Linked DNA regions of Rattus norvegicus: region 1 is linked to region 2. The links are chromatin contacts, called in public Hi-C maps. All regions are on one chromosome and are shown on one strand. The core of a region is the stretch at or near the end of the contact, and the rest is flanking DNA. Distances in the headings are between cores, read along the strand shown. Region 1 holds the start of Cox6a1 (cytochrome c oxidase subunit 6A1). Region 2 holds the start of Gcn1 (GCN1 activator of EIF2AK4).

What was found. A called contact is a pair of places that touch in the nucleus more often than the background predicts.
Region 1: a Hi-C map of mammary epithelial cells shows a contact between it and region 2, with 2.0 times the contacts expected there. The contact joins the promoter of Cox6a1 here to the promoter of Gcn1 in region 2. A contact is called at or near these places in 2 of 12 Hi-C or Micro-C datasets (the A7r5 cell line and mammary epithelial cells).

Annotation. Positions count from the first base shown.
Region 1 is chr12:46,920,778-46,926,932 of GRCr8, reverse strand. Cox6a1 (cytochrome c oxidase subunit 6A1) reads right to left here and starts at 4,224. Exons shown (of 3, transcript NM_012814.1): 1 at 4,094-4,224; 2 at 3,828-3,970; 3 at 1,171-1,445. The coding sequence starts at 4,202. The coding sequence ends at 1,362.
Region 2 is chr12:46,710,845-46,717,184 of GRCr8, reverse strand. It overlaps Gcn1 (GCN1 activator of EIF2AK4), which reads left to right and starts at 3,896. Exons shown (of 58, transcript NM_001168664.1): 1 at 3,896-3,913. The coding sequence starts at 3,896. Rplp0 (ribosomal protein lateral stalk subunit P0) reads left to right here. Exons shown (of 7, transcript NM_022402.2): 3 at 1-255; 4 at 345-491; 5 at 590-775; 6 at 1,141-1,281; 7 at 1,837-2,064. The coding sequence ends at 1,998.

The DNA.
Region 1 (6,155 bases), core at 2,975-5,474, 210 kb before region 2:
GCACACCAGCTGCTGAGCATCTCCTGGTGTGTGCTTCGTTTTAGAATTAGCTCGTGGTGGTAGCTTGGAACTGTGGCTGTCCTCAGGCCTCTGACTACTCTTCTGACGTCTCAAAGGTCGTTAAGTAGGCACCACCATGGCCTTTTTGAGTCTTCTTTTTTTTTTAAAAAAAAAGATTTATTTATTATATATAACCACACTGTTGCTGTCTTCAGACACACACCAGAAGAGGGCATCAGATCTCGTTACAGATGGTTGTGAGCCACCATGTGGTTGCTGGATTTGAACTCAGGACCTCTGGAAGAGCAGTCAGTGCTCTTAACCGCTGAGCCATCTCTCCAGCCCGAGTCTTCTTTTTTGGGATGGTGATGGTCATTTTCAGCTCAGGTGAGACTTACCTTCCAGAATAGCCTTGAGAATCATTGAAATAATGGCATTGTGCACGCCTTAACCCGGCTACTCCCCATGGCGAAGGAAGGCTACAGCCACCTAAAAGGAGCAGCTACTCATAGCTTCCTTTACAGCATATCTGACGAGAGAGCCGCAAAGACCATAATGATCACTCATCCTACCTGACTCCAGCCATCCTCTCCAAGACTGACTCCAGCTACTTTTAAAGGTCTTCCATTTTGACAAGCAGTTGACGGCTATGCCACTGTTTTGAAACTGCCACTGCTGAGTCTTGTTTGTTTTTCCTAGACAGGGATTCCCTTGTAGCCATGCTGGCCTGGAGCTCGGAGCTCTGCCTGCCTCTGCCTCCTGAGTCCTGGGATTAAAGGCCTGCACCATCACTGTCTGACTGAGAAATGATTCTTCACCTAAACTTGGCTCCTTTTGTAGACTGCGAGAGAAGCCTGCTGTGACCAGAGGACAGCTGACTGAAGCTCAGGCCCTTTGTTCAGGCTCTGCGCAGCCTGGACTGACCTAGAACTTGCTATGTAGCCCAGTGTTGGTAACCAGCAGTTCTATTGATCATCTATTGATCAGGGAGCCAGTCCCAATGGTAACTCTACCTTTCTATGTTCTTGGTCACTTGGCTTTGCCCACCCTAAGCACAAGAAACCAGCAGGGAGCCAGCCATAAACTGTATTCAGTGGGCTAAACCAGATCTACAAAGCAGCAAAGCAATTAATCTGAGAATAAAAATGCAGCATCCAGCCCACGGACAATCTCAGTTCAAGTTATTTATTTAAGCCATCTCCTCTTACGAGCAAAGGGATGGAGGAGCAAAGTAATGGTCACCATCTGATAAAGGAAAGATGAGCTGAGCATCCAATGGGCTTTCGTGGTCCACACACAAGAGTCAGGGTCCAAATCAGTGCTGTGGTCCCTTGTCGCCTGGGCGAAGAGCCAGGTTCTCTTTACTCATCTTCATAGCCAGTCGGAAGCGGGTTCATGTGAGGATTGTGGAAGAGGGTATGGTTACCATCTCCCCAGGGGAAGGGCTGTGGAGTGAAGATGGCAATTAGATGTTTCCCGAAAACGCTCACAAACAACTTGCCTGCCAACTGCTTGAAACAGATAAAACAAAATCCAAACGGAAATTTGTCCTTTACTGGCATAATTTCAACTGTCCCATAGTTTTTCTTGTTAAATTTTTTATGTACTTTAATTTATTTATGTATAAACACTATGTCTTCACCCACACAAAAGAGGGATTCAGATCCCATTACAGATGGTTGTGAGCCACCATGTGGTTGCTGGAAATCGAACTCAGGACCCCTGGAAGAGCAGCCGGTGCTCTAACCACCGAGCCATCTCTCCTCTGAAGTGGCTAGTAGTAAAGCAAGCTCCAGGGAAGGAGATGGCTCAGCAGCTAAGGCCATGTACTGCTCTGCCCATGAATAGAACAAGTTTGGTTCCCAGCATCCACACCAGGCAGCTCATAACTGCTACTACTCCAGCCCCAGGGAACCTGAAGCCCTCTTTGGCTCCCTTGGGCATCCACATGCACACACGTAATTTAAAAGAAATTAAACCTTAAAAAACATAAGATGTTGGAAAGATGGCTCCGTTCATCAGACTTGCTCCTCCAAAATTCTCAGACATCAGATCAGGTGTCTCACAACTGCTGCCGGGATCTCACACCTCTGACCCCACAGACACCTGCACTCACAGGTACATATGTACACACATAGGTATCTATCCATAATCAACATTTTTAATATAAGAAAAGCAGTTCCTAGCTTCCCCTGGAAACTGCTCCAGCCAGGATTGTGCCATCAAGGTGTGGCCCTTCCTGTATCAGAAGGGCGATGGCAGACGTGGATGCTTTTTAATGCAGGACCAGAAAACTGCAACCAAGATTCTATCCTTTTCCTCAGTACCTTTTGTTTTGAGTGTGCATGTATACGGCCACTGTCAGAGACCACTTGTGTGTGGGTTATATAGGTTCTCCCCTTCTGCAGTGGGTCCCAGACATTGATGCACCGTCTTGGGCTTGCTAGCTCCTTCACCTGCTGAGCATCTTTGAAGCCCTGATTTTTTTTTTTTTTTTTTTTTTTTTTTTGTTGAAGCAGGGTTTCTTTAGCTAACCTTAAATCCTACATAGACAGGCTGACCTAAAAATTACAATGATCCTCCTGCCTCTGCCTCCCAAGTGCTGAGATTAAAGGCCTGTGCTACCATGCCGGCTTTATTTTTTATTACGATCATTAGTACTCCTCCTCCTCCTTTGTGGGCATATGCACAAAAGTATGAGTGTACCACAGAAGCCAAAGACACCAGTCCCACCCCCATATGGAGCTAAAGCAAGTTGTGAGCTACCCACCTGGGCACTAGAAATTAAAACTGGCTCTTCTGTCCGTATGAGCAGCACCACTCTAAACCACTGAGCCATCTCTCCAGTTCCTTCCCACCATGTTTGAAAAGCACTGCTCTTGGCCAATAGCTCACAACCATTTTTGGCTATCTGTGATAACCTCTTTGGCCCAAGATAACCTACTTCATAACGAAGCAGAGAATGACCATGAGCTACTGATTCTCTTATTTTCAGCCCCCAAGTGTCAGGGGCGAGACATGCGCATTTTCTAGAGGCAGTTAGGCCGGGGTACTACTGCCACCTACTGGGCAGAGGCCAAGGCAAGGATGCTGTGAAGCACCTTTTTCTCACCCATAACTGCCCTGGAGCTCACTATGTAGACCAGACTGGTCTTGAGCTCAGGAGATATGCCTGCTTTGGCCTCCCAAGTGCTGAGGCTGTACACGAGTGGGATCGAGCCTCGTGGGATGTAAAAATCTAGATTAAGTTTCTGCAAGGCTAGTCCTATGTGAATTAGGTGATACAATTTAAGGAGCAAATAAACAGCCTTGTTAAAAATTCATCGAGAGGGGTTGGGGATTTAGCTCAGTGGTAGAGCGCTTGCCTAGGAAGTGCAAGGCCCTGGGTTCGATCCCCAGCTCCGGAAAAAAAGAACCAAAAAAAAAAAAAATTCATCGAGAGACATTAAAACTGTCTACACAAACCGGCAGTCTGTGCTCAAGCCTAACGCCCGGATTGTAAATCACCTTCAGGATCTGCCTCTATAAAAGGACACCCCAAAACTACAAGCTTTCATTCAGGAAACAGCATCTGAAGTGCACCAGAAGACAAAAGATGACAAATTGGGGGAGTTGAAAATCCAGGACCATTTATTGTGCGGCTTTTTAAGAAAATTAAGCCGCGACCCACAAACTGGCTTCCCTCATGTAAAACGAGAGTAAATAAAATGTTCAGTCTGCGCGGATAGACAGGCAGCCGAGATCCTAGCGCACCAAGGGCTGGGACTGGGGAGTGGACAACCCAGAAATAACGGACGCTTGAAGGACAGCAGAGGCGCAGCGCGTACCTTAGTCCTGATGCGGAGATGGGGGTAGGCGACGAACTCGGGTCTCTCGTGCTCTTCGTGTCGCGACTTCAGGAAAACGTTGAGCATGCTCACTCCCACCCCGGGCAGCGCCACGAAGTAGGTGAGGGCCTTCCAAATACGAGCTGCAGCGGGGCCAGAATGTCAGCCTCGGCCGCTCCCTCCCGCAAGGCCTCCCGCCAAGGTCACGGCCCCGCCAGGCCGCGTGCCAGCCACTGAGGCCCCCACGCCCACCCGAGCCCCGGTACCTGAACCCTCCTCGCCGTGGGCGCCACTCGACATGGGCCGCCCCACCCGTGGGAGGGCCCGGCCCAGCAGCCCAGAGACTCGAGACGCACTCAGCACCGCCGACGCCATCTTGGAACTACCCCGGCGCGCCGGAAGCGGAAATGGGGGTCCCCGAAGGGGGCGGGACAGAGACGCCAAACGAAGTTTCATTGGGCAACGCCTTCTCACTGGCCAGGAATTGTAGCGCCTGCGCACATTTTCGGTCCTGGTCCAAACCCTCGGGGCGGCACGAGTGAGATTGCGCATGCGCTTCATACCTGTGCCCCACCTCCCTCCTCTGCTGCTGGGTGAGGATGTTCGCTGAATAGAGCTTCTGTGAGATATTTTTTTGTTTTGTTTTTAACTGCTACCTTCTTTGGAGTCCCTGGACAGGATCTGAAATGCCGAGAACAAATGACGTTATCGGAAGCGCCATTCTCCTTTCCTCGCTGACTTCTAATTCCGCGATTTCCAAGGCACCCGACACCCTTGTCATCACTCTTAAAGACCGTTGTTATTCTCTTCTGTGACGCCCTATATGGACTGTAAAGTCCGTGGTGCTTAGATTTTGCCAGCGCTGCATTCCCAGAGTTACCCGAAATCAAGTAGCAGGTGCTTTATGCAATTTAATGAATATATGAATTATGAATCCATGAATTAATGAGTCAATGAATAGCTCCTGGACCCAGAAAGAACCCTGGAATTGGTGCCAGAAAATCTGGACTTTGTTTCAGCTCCATATCCTCAGCGATTGGCCAATGGTCCTGCTCTCTCCCTCGAATTCTACAAACATCTGTTAAATTTCGTCTGTAGAACTTTTTAAATATCTGCTTTCTTTTTTCTTTCTTTTTGTCTAAACGCCTTTTTAAAGATAAAAGTTTTTTTTTTTAAAAAGGCTGGAATGCCAGGTGTGGTGGCATCTTGGAGGAAGACGATGGGACTGATCCCAGGATAGCCTCTTTCTTCTACCGAGAGTTCCAGGCTGTCCAGGGGCTGCATAGTGAGACCCTTCTCCATGAAACAAAAACAACACAACACGGGAAGCATGGTGGCAGGTGGCTCATAATCCCAGCAAGAGTGAGATGGGTCAGGAGGATTGTTGTGAGTTAGAGACTTGCCTGGGCTGTAAAGTGAAACCCTGTCTCCACCCACACACCCCCAAGTTTAAAATGTATGTGTATATGGCACAGTTCTGAGAGACCGAGGAGGGAATCTCTAATTAGAGGCCACTCTGGACCACATATAGAGTCTGTGATTAGCCTTGTCTATGGTATGAGACCCTATCTCAAAATAACAAAAGGAGGTAGAGGCAGCAGACTCATGCTTGATGAGTTCAAGGCCATACTGAACTATATGAACAATTAAAAAAAAAAAACAGGTGTATTGCTGGATGGTGGTGGCACACACCTTTAATACCAGCACTCAGGAAGCAGAGGCAGGTGGATCTCTGAGTTGGAGGCCGGCCTGATTTACAAAGTGAGTTCCAGGACAGCCAGGGCTACACGGAAAAACCCTGTCTCAAAGGTGGAGAATTCCGGCACCACCTTTGGCCCTCACTTGCTTGTGTGATCTTGGGCAACCCCTGCCCTTTGCCTTGCTTTGGTTTCCTCCTTGGTACATCGGGAATGGTAGGAAAGAAGATTTCTTCAAGGGGCATTCATTAAAACCTCGTATTGCTCTAAAAAAAAAAACAAAAAAACAAAACAAAAAAAACAAACAAAACCCTGTCTCAAAAACCCACACATACATACAGCAAAAAGATGTACGTTTAATTATGTATTGGATCTTGTGTGTATTGGGTCATGTGTGTGTGTGTGTGCCTCAGAGGCAGAAGGTGCCAGGTACCTTAGAGCTGGTGTTATGAAGGGATGTAAGTTGCCACATGTGGGTGCTGGGAACCAAACTGGTCTTCAGCAAGAGCAGCAAGGGTCCTTCACTGGCCATCTTTCCAGCTGTAAGTATTTAATAATTTAAAATACCTTAAATTATAGCACCTTTCTCCAACCCCCTGAACTAGGTTTTTTTCTTTTTTTAAAGACTTAT
Region 2 (6,340 bases), core at 2,647-5,146:
GATGACTACCCAAAATGCTTCATTGTGGGAGCAGACAATGTGGGCTCCAAGCAGATGCAGCAGATCCGCATGTCCCTCCGCGGGAAGGCTGTGGTGCTGATGGGCAAGAACACCATGATGCGCAAGGCCATCCGGGGCCACCTGGAGAACAACCCCGCTCTGGAGAAGCTGCTGCCTCACATCCGGGGGAACGTGGGCTTTGTGTTCACCAAGGAGGACCTCACCGAGATTAGGGACATGCTGCTGGCCAATAAGGTAAGGGGCGGTAGGACGGATGAGAGGAGGTAGCTGTGCTCCGGTGTACGAGTTGGGGTTACCACAGAATACCTTCGTTCTGTTTTTAGGTGCCAGCTGCTGCCCGAGCCGGTGCCATCGCCCCGTGTGAGGTCACAGTACCTGCTCAGAACACCGGTCTGGGGCCCGAGAAGACCTCTTTCTTCCAAGCTTTGGGCATCACCACTAAAATCTCCAGAGGTACCATTGAAATCCTGGTGAGTAGCCATGGCTTGCAGTGGTAACTCCGTATTGCAGAGTCCTTGGGATTGGACCTTCTGTGTGTCTGGGTGGTAACTGCTCTTCTCTTCCTCAGAGCGATGTGCAGCTGATAAAGACTGGAGACAAGGTGGGAGCCAGCGAAGCCACACTGCTGAACATGTTGAACATCTCCCCCTTCTCCTTCGGGCTGATCATCCAGCAGGTGTTTGACAATGGCAGCATCTACAGCCCAGAGGTGCTGGACATCACAGAGCAGGCCCTGCACACTCGCTTCCTAGAGGTATGCCCCAGCTCTGTCCTCCGACGCTGTCCACTTTGCCACCTATAAAAGGAGGAAAGGACTAAGGTCTGGCGGGGAGGTTGGCGGTTCGGTGACTTGCTTGTGCTGGGAATCGAAAGGTCGCTAAGGGCCTGTGATAACCAGACACTGGCGGTGGTGGCCCTGGCCTTTACTCCCAGCAGAGGTGTTCTACCTGCTAATGGTCAGCAACTACGTTTCAGAAGTCACTATAAAGTTACATTGAGCACCCAGGTCTGGAGAAAGGGGGAGCACAAACTGGTGACTCTTGCCCTGCCCAGAGCATCTGGTGTGAGAGGGCCTGGAGTCTGAGGTGAGCTAAAATGTCACTCTTGTCTCCCCTGCAGGGTGTCCGCAATGTGGCCAGCGTCTGTCTGCAGATTGGCTACCCGACTGTTGCCTCAGTGCCTCACTCCATCATCAATGGATACAAAAGGGTCCTGGCTTTGTCTGTGGAGACTGACTACACCTTCCCACTGGCTGAAAAGGTAAGGCTGTCCTTTCATTCAGGACCACAGAGGCCTGACAGGTCTGCTGAGTGAGTGTATTCACTATTTCACACAAGAGGTACCTTGTGAGACAAGACAGGGTTTCATGGAGCCAAAGCTGATCTTACACCCTAGTTGGGTGACCTTGAATCCAAGTGTTTATAAGTATATGCACCACCAGTTTGCGGTTTGTCACCAGTGCTGGGGCAAACACTACCAACAGCATTAACACATGCCCAGTGTGCTGTTGCTTACTCATTAAGACTGGGTGGCCTGAGGAATCCACTTTTGAAAGCTAGATGTGGCCCATAATCCCATCAGGATTGCTTCAGTTTGAGCCTGCCCTGAGCTGGAGCCAGATAGATGCTTAATAAAAATGGGGAAAGTGATGGGAACAAGGGCATGCGTCCTCTCATTAAAAGATGACGGACCCACAGAGCTGGGCTATCCTGACCTGTTGGGCAGCTTCACACTGGAGAGCTGTCAGGACAGTCCTTAACAGGAAGGGTATAGGCTGTACAACAACTATGATCACGCTGTCTCTTCTCCCTCAAGGTCAAGGCCTTCCTGGCCGATCCATCTGCATTTGCGGCTGCGGCCCCTGTGGCTGCTGCCACCACTGCTGCTCCTGCAGCTGCTGCTGCCCCAGCCAAGGTCGAAGCAAAGGAAGAGTCGGAGGAATCCGATGAGGACATGGGATTCGGTCTCTTCGACTAAGCCCCTCACACCAAGTCAGCCTGCTTAATTTGAGAAAGATGGAAATAAAGGCTTACTTCTCTTAAAGCTGTCTGAATTTATTTAGTTTGTTCACTTAAGCAGTTAAAAGCAAAAACTTTTTTTTTTGGTTCTTTTTTTCGGAGCTGGGGACCGAACCCAGGGCCTTGTGCTTCCTAGGCAAGCGCTCTACCACTGAGCTAAATCCCCAGCCCCTGCATCTATGTTTCTAAAAATAAAGCTCCTAGTGGCTTTGTGGGTTTTGTTTGGCTTTTTTGTTTGTTTTTGAGACAGGGTCTCCTGACTTTGTAGCCATGGCTGACCTGGGACAAAGATTTTCCCCTCCTGAGTCCTGGGAATTGAAGGTGTATGCCTGGCCTTTATTTTCTTCTGGTAGTTCTCCTTGTCCATGGGAGATATGTGTTGCAAGATACTGTATGTCCCCAGATCCCCACTTAAGAGGTCTATAGTTATGTCAACTCTGAACAGTTTAACCTTGGTCTTTAGGTCTGCTTTCTGCACTTCACTGGGTGTCCAAGCCAGTGTTTGTACTAAGTACCCTTACCACTCCAAGCTAGGGTGATGCAGGCCCCAGAGCCCCATGGTGTAAGGTTGAGGCAGGGGTAGAATGCTAGGTTTGGGCTAGAGGAGGTTAAGGTCTGAAGTCCCAGACAGTGGGCCTGGGATGATCTTTGTGACATTGTGCAAGCACCACATGGGGATTGAACTAAAGTGCCTGAGAGTTGGTTAGAAGTTGATCTCCCTCAGCTTTCTGGATGCAGTAATTACAGGCAACTGCTGTCTGTTTAGTAATAAAGTTAATACTTGCGTTTGTGTATTTAAGATGCACAGTTGAGTTTCCATGTGGAATAGGGTGCTGGCTACTGCTTTTTTTTCTAGGTTAAGGGAATTCAACTGTATTCTTGAATACAGGGACAGTTTGTAACTTGCCACTAAGGTGTGCATATAGGGTTGCTTTGTTGTAGTTGGGAGGCTACAAACAAGAGTAATGTGCTAGAAAAAGTGGTTTTAAGATTCTCTAAAATGTATTTTCAGTCATTGTGCATCACAGGTAACTAGACAAAAAGTTACCCTAGAACTATAACATCCGACCCAACAGTTGTTTGATGTCAGTTCATATAGGCATTCAATTAAGTGTCAAGTCTCTGAAAAGCTCAGGATTCTAGAACCTGGAGCTCTTTAAGTAGGTGAAGACTGAAAATGCTACGCCCTATTGCTGTCATAAATCTTGTGTGGGTCATTCACTACAGGTCTGTATAGTTTTAATTCTCTGTCAACAGTTGTCACTGCTCAGGGTTAAAGAAGCCTGGAGACCCGCATTCTCAAAGCATACTCTAGAGTCTGTAGTAAAGGGGCTAGAGAGATGGCTCAGCAGTTAAAGAACACTGCCTGCTCTTCCAGCGGTCCTGAGTTCAAATACCAGCAACCACATCTGTAATGATATCTGATGCCCTCTCCTGGTGTGTCTATAATAAATTTTAAAAAGTTAAATCATTCTCCAAAGCTCACCCCTGTCCCCAGCGGACTGTAGCCAAGGCTCCCAGAAGGACCGCGCAGCAATTCTCCGGGCATCCCTGTATCCCTCCCCCGTGCTCTAACAAGTCTTCTCTAGACTGCAGCTCTTTCCCGGAGCCTAGGAAACAGCATTCAGTGGCTCCGTGAAAGCACGCGGTGCCTGGAGGAACTCCCCGATGGGGTTGTTGGGGCTGGACCGGGAATCGCCGAGGATGCCGGGCTGAGGACAGCCAGCGTCCCCGGGCTGCAGCGCGCGACCTGCGACCGCCCTCCCGCCCGGGGGCGCCAGGCCTCCCCTTGCCGCGTGGGCCCCGCTGTGACCCGGAAGCGCTCCGGAAGCGGTTCCGGAGTGGGCGCCGGCAGGATGGCGGCGGACACGCAGGTGAGGCGGGCGACTGCTGGGCCAACGCGGCAGGCGGCGGGGCCCGAGCGCGGGTGGCGGGGGCGAGATGGCTCGGGCGGAGGCTGCGGTGCCGACGGCCGTGGAGGGCGCAGAAGGAGGCGGCAGGGGACCGGCTCGTCACCGCTCGAGGCTCGGAGCGGCCTGGGCGGGCAGAGCGACCCTGGGCTCGAGGATCTTGCCATCCGCTTGGCCTCAGGGCAGCTGGCGCTCTGCTGGGTGTGTTCGGGTCCCGGCGGTTGCAGAGCTTCCACTCGGAATCTGCCACGGTTCTCCAGAGCCCGCGGGGCGGTGCAGAGCGCCCCCCGCCCCCACTCTGTGCCCGCGCTTGGAGTGTAGCCTTTATGTCCATACGGATTCGGAGTCGAGTCTCTGGCTCGTTGGTTTCGCTAAGGCATTAGATAAATGACATCACTCCTCCAGGTCTCAGTCTTTTTATATATAGAATGGTGTTGAGATAATATCTATTTAAAAGGGCTGCTGGGAAGATTTCGTGAGACAAAGTAGTAGGGTCCCGTGTGGTCTGCTGGGTGTTACTGGGTCCCGGATGAGATTCCAGAATGTCTTCACTTGGGAAGCATCTTGACACCTTTGTGTGATAACACCTGTGGGTACATTGCAGTTCTGGGAGGCGTTGAGATTGCACCTCCACCATCTCATCCCCTTTTGTAGGCTTGTGGAAGGGTGAAAAGACAATAAAGAAGAGACATATGGGGTTGGGGATTTAGCTCAGCGGTAGAGCTCTTGCCTAGAGAGCACAAGGCCCTGGGTTCGGTCCCCAGCTCCGAAAAACAGAAGAAAAAGAAAAAGAAAAAAAAAAAAAGAAGAGACATAATTTTTTCTCCATGTCCCCATCCCATCCTCCGCTTTCAAAACAGTAGATCAAGGCCAGGCAGTAGTGGCAATACTTCTTTACTCCCAGACTTGGAAGGCAGAGGGACAGGTGGATCTCTGTGAGTTCCAGTCCAGCCTGGTCTAGTTCCAGGCAGCCTCAGCTACACAGACCCTGTCTTGAAAAACAAGCAGACAAGCAAACAAAACAACATATAGTTAAGTTGGCTTTGAACTTGTAGCCATCTTGCCTGTAACTCCCTAATGTGGGGGTTACCCTGATTTAAAAGACAGTTTGGGTCTCTGCGGTGAGATTAATCGATTTTTATGTTTGATCCCCAAGGTCAACCAAAGAGGGGACATTTAACCTGAACGTTGAAAAGGTATTTTGCAAGGGTCTCCTGTACAAGGGTTCAGTAATTTGTTTAAAGCTGCAGTGTAGTGAATCCTAAGAAGGGAAGTCACTTCTGGACGTTCTGACACCGACACTCAGGGCTTTAAGAATCCTTTCTCTAGAGTTGGGTTATTCAGTAGTAGGTCACCCTTAGGTGTGTTGTCAAAACAGCAACGCCATAAGGCCTACTTAAGTTGTCAGAATTAAATGAAATTAAAAAGCCAATGCTTCAAGCGCATTGCCCTTCAGTTCCTCACAGCAGCCACATAAGGGCAGGGGCTGATGTATTAGCCTGTCATTTCAGGGAAAGTCCTCTTTCTCGGGCAGTGATGTCTACGGAGACCCCTGTGAACTTGGAAGGCGTGACAGCTGATCTTTCCAACATCCAGTGTAAGGGCACTTAGCATATTCTTCCTCCATCTTGTGACAAGGTTCCCACTGGGTAACTTCATATTTTCCTTTGCGATGTTGGGGATCCAGCCCAGGGCCTCATGCTTGCTGGGCAAGGGATTATAGGACAGGCTCCTCCCAGCCTCATGACTTCTGATTAAGAGAAGAGCCTTGACTTCCTTTTTGAGTATGAAAAGTTTCCTGGATATTGGCGAGAGAACTAGCACCATAGGTTTAATGCTCTGTTGTTGCCCTATGTGGTAGCATCTGATTTTTTTTTTTCCTTTATCCCAGCACTTGGGAGGCAGAGGCAAGAGGATGTCTGTAAATTCCAGGTTATCCAGGACTACACTTCGAGAAGACCTTGTCTCAGAAAAGAAAAAAAAAAAAAATAGAAGTTTACTGTTACTATATTGGAAGACAGAGAGTAGTATATATGTCATCTGTTTTTCCTTTTCCCTCAGCCCTCATTGAGGTTGGTAAAGGATTTAAAAAATTATAATACAGGGCCAGCAAGATGGCCTATTGGGCAAAAGTGCTTGGTGATGTTAATGAGCAGAGTTTGACCCCTGTATCCTTGGTGGAAGGAGAGAACTGATTCCCGAAAGCTGTCCCCTGATCTCGTGCGCGCGCGCGCGCGCGCGTGCACACACACACACACACACACACACACACTCTCTCTCTCTCTCTCTCTCTCTCACACTCCATGGCATATGAGCATCTGAACAGGCGTGTAGTACACACACACATACACATGCATCCACTCCAGGCTGTGGGTGACTCAGTGGCAGAGG